2 separate regions of the Mus musculus genome follow, and region 2 is linked to region 1. Evidence: chromatin contacts called from public promoter capture Hi-C data. All regions are on one chromosome and are shown on one strand. Each heading gives the region's core, a stretch centred on a gene start, on an enhancer-like site or on the middle of the called end of the contact. The rest is flanking DNA. Distances are from core to core; before and after follow the strand shown.

Evidence for each region. Promoter capture Hi-C pulls out the DNA fragments that hold promoters and counts their contacts.
Region 2: a promoter capture Hi-C map of liver shows a contact between it and region 1, with 9 times the contacts expected there. The contact joins the promoter of Ybx3 here to the enhancer-like site in region 1. A contact is called at or near these places in 14 of 39 promoter capture datasets (the 3T3-L1 cell line, 3T3-L1-derived adipocytes, the C10 cell line and 9 more), 4 of 115 datasets of contacts at active chromatin or transcription factors (astrocytes, embryonic stem cells, large pre-B cells and 1 more) and 2 of 9 other capture datasets (adipose tissue and liver).

The regions. Positions count from the first base shown.
Region 1 is chr6:129,421,036-129,425,187 of GRCm38.p6, reverse strand. Clec9a (C-type lectin domain family 9, member a) reads right to left here. Exons shown (of 7, transcript NM_001205363.1): 6 at 4,026-4,144; 7 at 424-2,962. The coding sequence ends at 2,830. It also overlaps a transcript of Clec12b not described here. Among named protein-coding and RNA genes, the nearest start is that of Clec9a, 14 kb to the right of the region's middle. Within about 2 kb of position 1,982, at least 103 of the 459 cell types and tissues checked have an H3K27ac peak or open chromatin away from gene starts, as enhancers often do. A contact at or near this core is called in the HPC-7 cell line, adipose tissue, liver and 1 more, where this site is marked.
Region 2 is chr6:131,386,618-131,390,769 of GRCm38.p6, reverse strand. Ybx3 (Y box protein 3) reads left to right here and starts at 2,320. Exons shown (of 10, transcript NM_139117.2): 1 at 2,320-2,752. The coding sequence starts at 2,515.

The DNA of each region.
Region 1 (4,152 bases), core at 733-3,232:
CAGCCTACAACCTTGACAGTCTGTGGGCTCTTGACTCTCCCAGGATCAGCATAAAATGAAAGAAATTTCTTTTCCCTTTTTTGAGTGTGTGTGTGTGTGTGTGTGTGTGTGTGTGTGTGTGTGTGTGTTGCTTCCACCTTTTAAACCACCTCATCAGTGTAAATAAATAAAAGTAAGACAAAGACATGATCATCTCAATGCTACAGGACCAAGCCACTGAAAAAATGACTTCAAGTCAAAGGAAACCTAGTTTCCTTTAAATAATTTCTGCTACTTCAGTTAATTAGGTTTTATTATCATTACTACCATCATTTTCATTATTGTCATTTATCTAAGTTATGCCTTTTTAATGTAAAGGGAAAGATGGAAATATTGTACCTCTAGGCTTCTTTTTGTCAGAATAAAAGATTAGATACAATCATACTGAATTTATCAAATATTTATTAAGAGCATGTTATGTATGTAGTATGATTTAGAGATGACACATTATAAGTACGGAACATGATAACTATAATTAGCTAATTTTTCTTCTGGTAGATAGCACTCATTTTCATTTACCCTTTCTTATCTAAAGTATCATTTTTTATAGTTTGCATGTAATATTTGGATGGTGTTCTTAAGCAGTATTTTGAAGTGAATTGTATTACAGTTTTATAGCAGGAAGGTTGAGACACAGGCAGTTAGAGGAACTAGGTTGTTCATCTTGTTCATCTTGTCAGCGCAGACTGAGCCGTTTGATCTGTGAGCAATAGGATGGAAGGCTCCACCTACACAATGGGACATGCTGATGTCCATGCTAATCCTTCCCCTACATGAAATTCAAAGAGTACCTTTCCCAGCAGAACTCTGCAGTCTGAAAAGCACCATAGACAGAAAAAGCCCTGGTTCCTTCTGAGGCAGATCAGAGGGACTCAATGACTCTACAGCTTTGGGGCAGAAGTTAAACCCTGTTAAATGTTCATTTTTATGAAGTACTGCTAAGTGCTATTCGAATTGTCATGTACTGGGGTTTTATTAAGTATTTATTGTAAACACACTTTTATTGTCTGTGAACGTGAATTCAAGCTATCAGCCAAGCAGCCTTTTTACTAACATCTGGCCAGACTGCCCTCATGACAGTCCAGCCAGCAGTTTGGGCACTTTACTCTGAAGCCCCTCTAGCTACTGAAGAATACCACCACCCCATGGCTGAAGACATGCTCCAGTTGTGACTGCTCCCACAACTGGAATAGCCTATGGAAAACAGCACTCTAACTAAGCAAGGGAAGCCTTTTGGCAAATTGCCCAAGGCCCAGCCTGTCCTGCAGTTCTCATTTGGGCCAGAGAGGGAGCACTTCCAACCATGAACCTAGGGAAGATCTGTGACTGTAAACAAGAGTCTGTGCTGTGATTGGTGCAAACACAGTCCTTGAAGAGCTACTGTGAAGGTGCAGACACCCGCACTACACCCACTTCTTATCTATTAAATGGGCTGTTTAGTTCAGTTTTAGAGTCAGCCAGGACACCCCCTCCTCTGACACTCCTGATGCTGTAACATTAACACCAATAAAAGACTTCCCGAATGGTCCTTTTTCTCCTCCTTTGCCCTGCATTAGAAGAGTAGCCTGAGCTGCTAACACAAAGAGAAGATGCAGAAGCACAAGATGGGAGCAAAGGCAACCAAGCAGAGCAAGCAGCTCTAGTGGTGACAGCAGTTACCGTGGCAGTCGACAGACAAGAGAACACCTGAAAAATTCCAGAGATGGGTCATGGCAGAAAGGATGGGCAGCAGAAACAGAGAGACTGAGGAATGGTAGAGTTAGAGAAATGAGAGAAGGCAGAAAAGCAAGGCTGAGTAAAGACAGAAGACTGTGGCCAACCAGGAAGGAGAAACACGGGCTTGGAGACCTGGAAGAGTGCCAAGCAGCTGCAGTCTTTGGAACCAAGGATCACAGAAAACCTATGCTGAGAGCTGTAACACTAACAGCCAACAAGGGCTGATGGGAGATTCCTGCATTCTAGACCAGAGGACTGTAATAGTAGTCACTGCAGAGTTAATGCCCCACCACCCTAAAGCCATCCAAGAGCTATAACACTAGTGGGAGCTGCTTGCTGCTACTGACTGCTGTCTGGTATTGCTGCTAAAGGTTAGGGATTGTAAAAGCTGCCAAGACCCAGAGCCAGTAGTGATTAAAACGAAAAGCTATAAGCCTTCAACCTGAGCACTCAGATCCCGGAGCAATAGCCCCCTAGCTCCAAGGGTTAGAAACTGTAAATCTCTATATCTGTGAGGTCATCCCCCAGGCCCTGGGCCTCAGAAGAAGATTAAAAACACTGGAGGTCCCCATTCTGCTCATTTTTACCTAGAGCCAAAGGACCCCTGGCGTATGATTGGTGGTAATACTACAGTTTAGAAATCCATCTCTCTCCTCTCAGTGTGTGATCTTATGATCTATAATTACTGGAAGGTGACCTGAAGAAAATTTTGTCAGTTGTAAGTATAGTAGATAGAATTGTTTACTAAAAGTACAAACCAAGGATTGCATAAAAACTCCCACAAGGACAGCTAGATCTCGGTGTGGTATGGATCGTCACTTTGGACTTTCAAACACACAGGAAATTATTTTCTCTTCTTTGTTCTCACTGAGTCAGATCTTCTGTAGCTCTAAATCAATTTTTTCCTTGGCACAATGGACAAGGTCAACTGAAATCTGCAAAGCGTTACAGACTATTGCCAAGTGTAAATAAAAAATCAAGCTTGCCTTCATAGTCTCACATCAATCTCCTCCTGTGTTTGCTCTTTGGCCTCTTTCAAACACTTGTGTAACAGGTAGCTTTGAGTTGTATCTTTCAGATGCAGGATCCAAATGCCTTCTTCTCACAGATAAAATATTTCCAGCTATCGCACTTATCTGAGATGAGAGTAGAATCTTTGAGGTATCCACAGATCTGGCCGGCTGATCGCTGTCTTTCTGCTGGCAACCTGAAAAAGTAAGGTAACTTCTCAGGTTAGAGGTTAGATGTGAAGATGACAGTGGTATTTGAAAGGGAAACTCTCCAGAGATGCTGTTGGATTTATTTTAGTTTGCTTTAATGTGGTAGCCTTCTGTGGTGGTTTTGTCCTCCTTCAAATAGCATCTATTAAGTTTTACAAAGGATATGTTGATATAATTTGAACAAATAGTTTCTAAAGAAAACCAAGCCATGTTTGCATAAAGGTAGGTGAGAGCCAATGCGTTTCTCTCGGCTCTGTTCTCAACATACTAAGGCACTTGGTTGTACCCATGAAATGCCATTCTCATCTGGAAAGCTCAATATAGAAATCGATCAATAGTTATCACAGTCTTTTTACCAGAAAGTTTTCTCAGCATTAAGTGATACAAAGGACTAACAGTTTATTGGCCATTTAGGCATTTGGATTATGAAAACAACTTTATAAAGGATATGGTAGGAGGGCTGGTAGGAAGATTCAGAAGATGTTCAGGGTAGTTTTATGTTAACTTGACGCAAAGCCTGAAGTCATCTATGAGGAGGAACCTCAATTAAGAAACTACAGGCAGGTCTGTAAGGCCTTTTCTCAGTTAGTGATTGGTGGGTGAGAGCTCAGCTCACTGTGGTGTTATCATTCCTTGGCTGGCAAGTCTGGGTTCATAAGAAAGCAGGCTGAGAAAGTCATGAGGAATAAGCCGGTAAGCCGTATCCCTCTATGGCCTCAGTATCAGTTCCTGCCTCCAGGTTTAAGCCCTGCTTGAGTTCCTGTCCTTACTTCCCTCGGTGATGAACAGCAATGCGGACTTGTAAACAAAATAAACCCACTCCTCCCCAACTTGCTTTTTGGTCACAGTGTTTTATCACAGCAATAGAAAACCTAACTAATAGGGAAGCAATAAAACCAAGTCTTAAGTATACGAGTCACAATTCCAATCAGGAGCCTGTAAAAGTATCAGGCTTCTTTGTCTGCTGGAGAAAACATAAGATACAAAGTAACTTTTAAGTTTTCTTCACATTCCTAGCTTTTCCTTGTAATGTCTCTTTCATAGACTTACAAGTCAGAGAGAGGAGAAGAGCCATCTTCCCAGAACCAAGATCCACTGATTCCATCTTGAAACACTCCCACCCAATATTTATTTCCTCCTTTGAGTTTCCCTATACTGCTGATGAACTCCTACATAA
Region 2 (4,152 bases), core at 1,071-3,570, 2.0 Mb before region 1:
ATATTTTACATTTAAGAACAACTTCTTAAATGTTATTCACATTTCATATTCATATTTTCATTTGATTTCAGTATGGAACATGCAGTGATACTATTTAAAAACTGAGAACTTACAATTAAACTTTTTAAAAAATTTAAAGATTACTTATTTATTTTGGTCTATATTTTTTGGCAGGGGGGGTGAGATTTAGTTATGTAGCTCAGGATGGCCTTGAATTTATGATCTTCCTTCTAATCTCCAAGTACTGGTATTTCAAGGCTAAGATACCCCAACCCTGTCCAGAATTTACATTTATTTGCTTTTTAACATTTTCATTATTTGTAGGTCTGTGTGTGTGTCGGTAAGTATGGGTGACATGTTTGTCACAGCACAAGTATGGAAGCTAGAGGACCGATTTCTGCAGTCCATTCTTCCCTGTACCTGGTGGGTTCTGGGAATTGAATTCAGGTCATCAGGTGGGGCAACAGGTACCTTTACCTGCTAAGCCATCTCACCTGCCCAACATTTGTTTCTTAAAAATTGTATGTGTCATGGATGCACTACACTGATAACAACTTCATTGGTAAGTACATGGCTGTGGAATAATCTGGTCTGTGTTGTTTTCATTTTGCAAACATTTACTGTGTGCACATTGTAGGCTTGGGATTGTGTTAACCAGTGGAAATGCCAAAACTTGAGTTGCACATGAGAACTACCATCTTGATGGCAGATGGTAACTTGATCAACAATTTCCAGGGGGTAGCGGGTGAAAGGAGGGTAAATATGTGGGGAAAGAGGGGATTTTAAAAGAACACTTTCATTGGACCAGACACTGAAAACATGTATAACTTAGCCTCTTTTCACAGCCCCTTTGGGACACTATTTTGAGCTGCAGGGGCAAAATGGCCCTATATTCCAGATAGTCTTTGGTACAGGTCTCAGTTCTTTGGTCAAGTGTTAAGCTTCACTCTGTAAAGGGTAATGTGGACTCCTCTGCTGGGAGTGTTTAGAGGTCATCTGCATGTTGTAGGTCTCATCCTAGCGACCAGGAGGACTCTTGTTCCCTTGTCCTTAAAAATGTTCTTAAGCTTGGCAGAGCAGCACACAACTTTAATCTAATCTCAGCCCCAGGAGGAGAGGAGGGCAGAGATGCAGGAGGATCTCTCAGAGGTTAGTATGGCCTGCAGAGCCGGGTTCAAAGACAGCCAGGGCTAACACAGAGAAACCTGTCTCAAACATACATTTTTCGTTTGTTTGTTTTTTGGTTTTACATTTATGGGGGTGGTGGGACCGCATGCTGCTGCCACGGCACATGTATGGAGGTCAGGACAACTTGGAGTTGATTATCTTCTTCCATCTGGTAGGTCCAGGGAAGAAACTCAGGTGGTCAGGTTTGGAGGCAAGCCTTTACCTGCTGAGGCATCTTGCAGGCCTTACTCTGAGTTGCTCAAGCTTTCCCCAGTTTAGTGCTAATTATAGCCAACTCGAGCAAAAGGTATCATGTGGATTTATTCCACTCTTTCAACGTAGGTTATTAAATACATATTAACAGCTTATTATCTGTTGCCTCTGACAGGTGTAAACCCTGCATTTGCAGTCATTCTGGAAGATCTAGATTTTAATTTTCTCACTTGTGGAGTCGCTAAACGAGGCCTTTTGATTTTATAAGAGTAATTGTTTTGTTTTGTTGGGGAGTAGGGGCGGTATTCCGGCGCACGCACATGGCTGTTTGGAGAGAATCTCTTGCAGCCTTCAAACTTCTTTTGCTCATGATGACCTTGAACTGACCCATGCGAGCACTGGATCCTCTAAGCTACATCTCCAACCCCTTGTCTGTTTTTTTTTTTTGTGTGTGTGTGTGTGTTACTACTTGGAAGGAGGGATAGTTGAAAGACAGCCTCAGTAGCCCAAGCTAGGCTACTCTCAATGACATTCCAGCCTCAGCCTCTTGTGTACTAGGAATACTGGAGCGGGCTAACCACAGCTCCCAGGTTACTCTAGTTCCTATCTCAGCGCCCAGAATACTTTCTGGTATCTGCTGGATGTGCAAATGTAAAGGAGGTTTTTTTTTTTGTTTTTGTTTTTGTTTTATTAAGGCGCTGTGGGCCCACTCCACCTCTCAGGAAGCAGGCTCAGGTGAAAGACGTCTTGGGGAGGGTATGTCTCCTCTGCTCCGCGGCGACCTCGCCCGGGTGCCCGCATCCCCGGACTAACCAGCTCCGGGAGCCTTGCCGAGTAGCGCGGGCGCCTTTAAATGCTAATAAGCAGCTACGGCGGCTTTCCCCACCCTCTCTCTCCCCGCCCCGCGTCCGCCTGCCCGCCCGCCGCCCGCGAGCACTTGCGCGGGGCCATCTTCGGGGCCGGGAGATCCAGCGAGACCGCGAGCGCGCGCGTCCCCAGCCCTCGAGCCGCCGCCCGCCGCCGCGCCGCGCGATCCGCACCGGCCTCCCCGAGAGCGAGCCGGACGCCGCGACTGCCACCGCGCTAACCGCCGCCAACCGCCACCGAGGTGCCCGGAGAGAGCGGAGAGGCGGCATGAGCGAGGCGGGCGAGGCCACCACCGGCGGCACCACGCTCCCGCAGGCCGCGGCCGACGCGCCCGCCGCGGCGCCCCCGGACCCCGCGCCTAAGAGCCCGGCGGCCAGCGGCGCGCCCCAGGCCCCGGCGCCCGCCGCGCTGCTCGCGGGGAGCCCCGGCGGAGACGCAGCCCCCGGGCCCGCCCCGGCCTCATCAGCCCCCGCGGGCGGCGAGGACGCGGAGAAGAAAGTTCTCGGTGAGTCCCTGCCTGCAGCCCGGGAGAGACGGCGGGCGAGGATGGACGTGGATGCAGGGCGGGCTGGGACACGTGGGCCAGCTCTGGGGAGTCTTGGCTGTGGGTCGGGAAAGCAGCACGTTTCCTCGGTGGGGAGGAGGGGACACTAGGAAGGCACGAGAGGGGTGACTTGGGAAGATTTTATTGTGTGGTGTATTTTTTTTTTTTACCCCCTAGGCCTGGGAGGGTCAGGTGTCTGTCTCTGACACCCTTCCCTCGTGGGCTTGGGACAGCCGCCATGCTCCTGCGGGCCACATGCCGGCACAGGGATGTTGCAACGCCCCGGGAAACTTGGGGCGGGCACTCGCCTCCCCTTACTGTGCCCACAGATGCAAAGAGCCTCCAGTACCTTCCAATTGCTGCACCATCCCCTCTCCCGCACCGTGGGAACACACGTGGTGTGACGGCCGGGAAAACTTAGTCGGAAGTGGAGTAGGACGAGTGTCCAAAACACTTACGACTTGTTACTGGAGGGAAAGGGAAGGTGGGGACTGGAGATTTCGCGGGGCGCGGGGCAGAGGTTTTATAACTGTGGCTGTTGTATTTTGTCGCACATTTGGGTGTCCTCATCTTCCTTAAGGAACGCCCGGTGTGAGGCCTTCCACAAGCTTGCCTAGCAGGTGGGTGGTGGATAAGCTCCCCGGAGGGTGTGTGCGTGCGCATGTGGTTTGCTATCCGAAACAGGAAAGTTAACAGATGGTGTAGGATGCTTCAGAAATGTTCACTGTTTCTGGGTGGGGCCGATTGGGCTCGCCTGCTCTCTGAGCTTCCTCCCCATTCTAGCGAGAAAGCTGAAGGAATAATTGTGGAAGAAATAGAACACCATTCGGTGTTCCCCACCCCTGACAGTTCTCTGGTTCTTGTTTTCCCAAGGCTTTAAAAACTTGGTTCCTGCCAATTTTTTTTTTCCCCACTCTCACTAAAAAGTTCCTTAAAGGTCTTGTGGGTGTTACATTGTGGCACTTTCTACCAAGATGCTCCTTGGACCATTTCCACACAAAATGAAAGATAGAACCCTGTGTTGCTAGCCGAAGCAGGTTCTTAATGATACCTTACTAAGGGCAGATGGAATCCTACAGGTTTTTACTTGATCCTTGCACTTTTGAGATAAGAAAAGTAGATAATATCTTTGGAGATTGGGGGTGGGAGGTGGGTGGTGGTGGTAGGGCGATAAAGGAAGGTTAATTTCCGCAATCCCCAGCAGTTTAGTTCTGTTTCTGCCAGATACCTGGTGATGAGTCTGATGTCTTTCATCCTGCCACCTCAAAAAGTCCAGACTCAGAAAATGAAGGGCAAGCCTCCACCTGACACTTTGAGCACTGTTTGTCTTTGTCCGATGTGGTCTGCCATCTCCTGTGCCA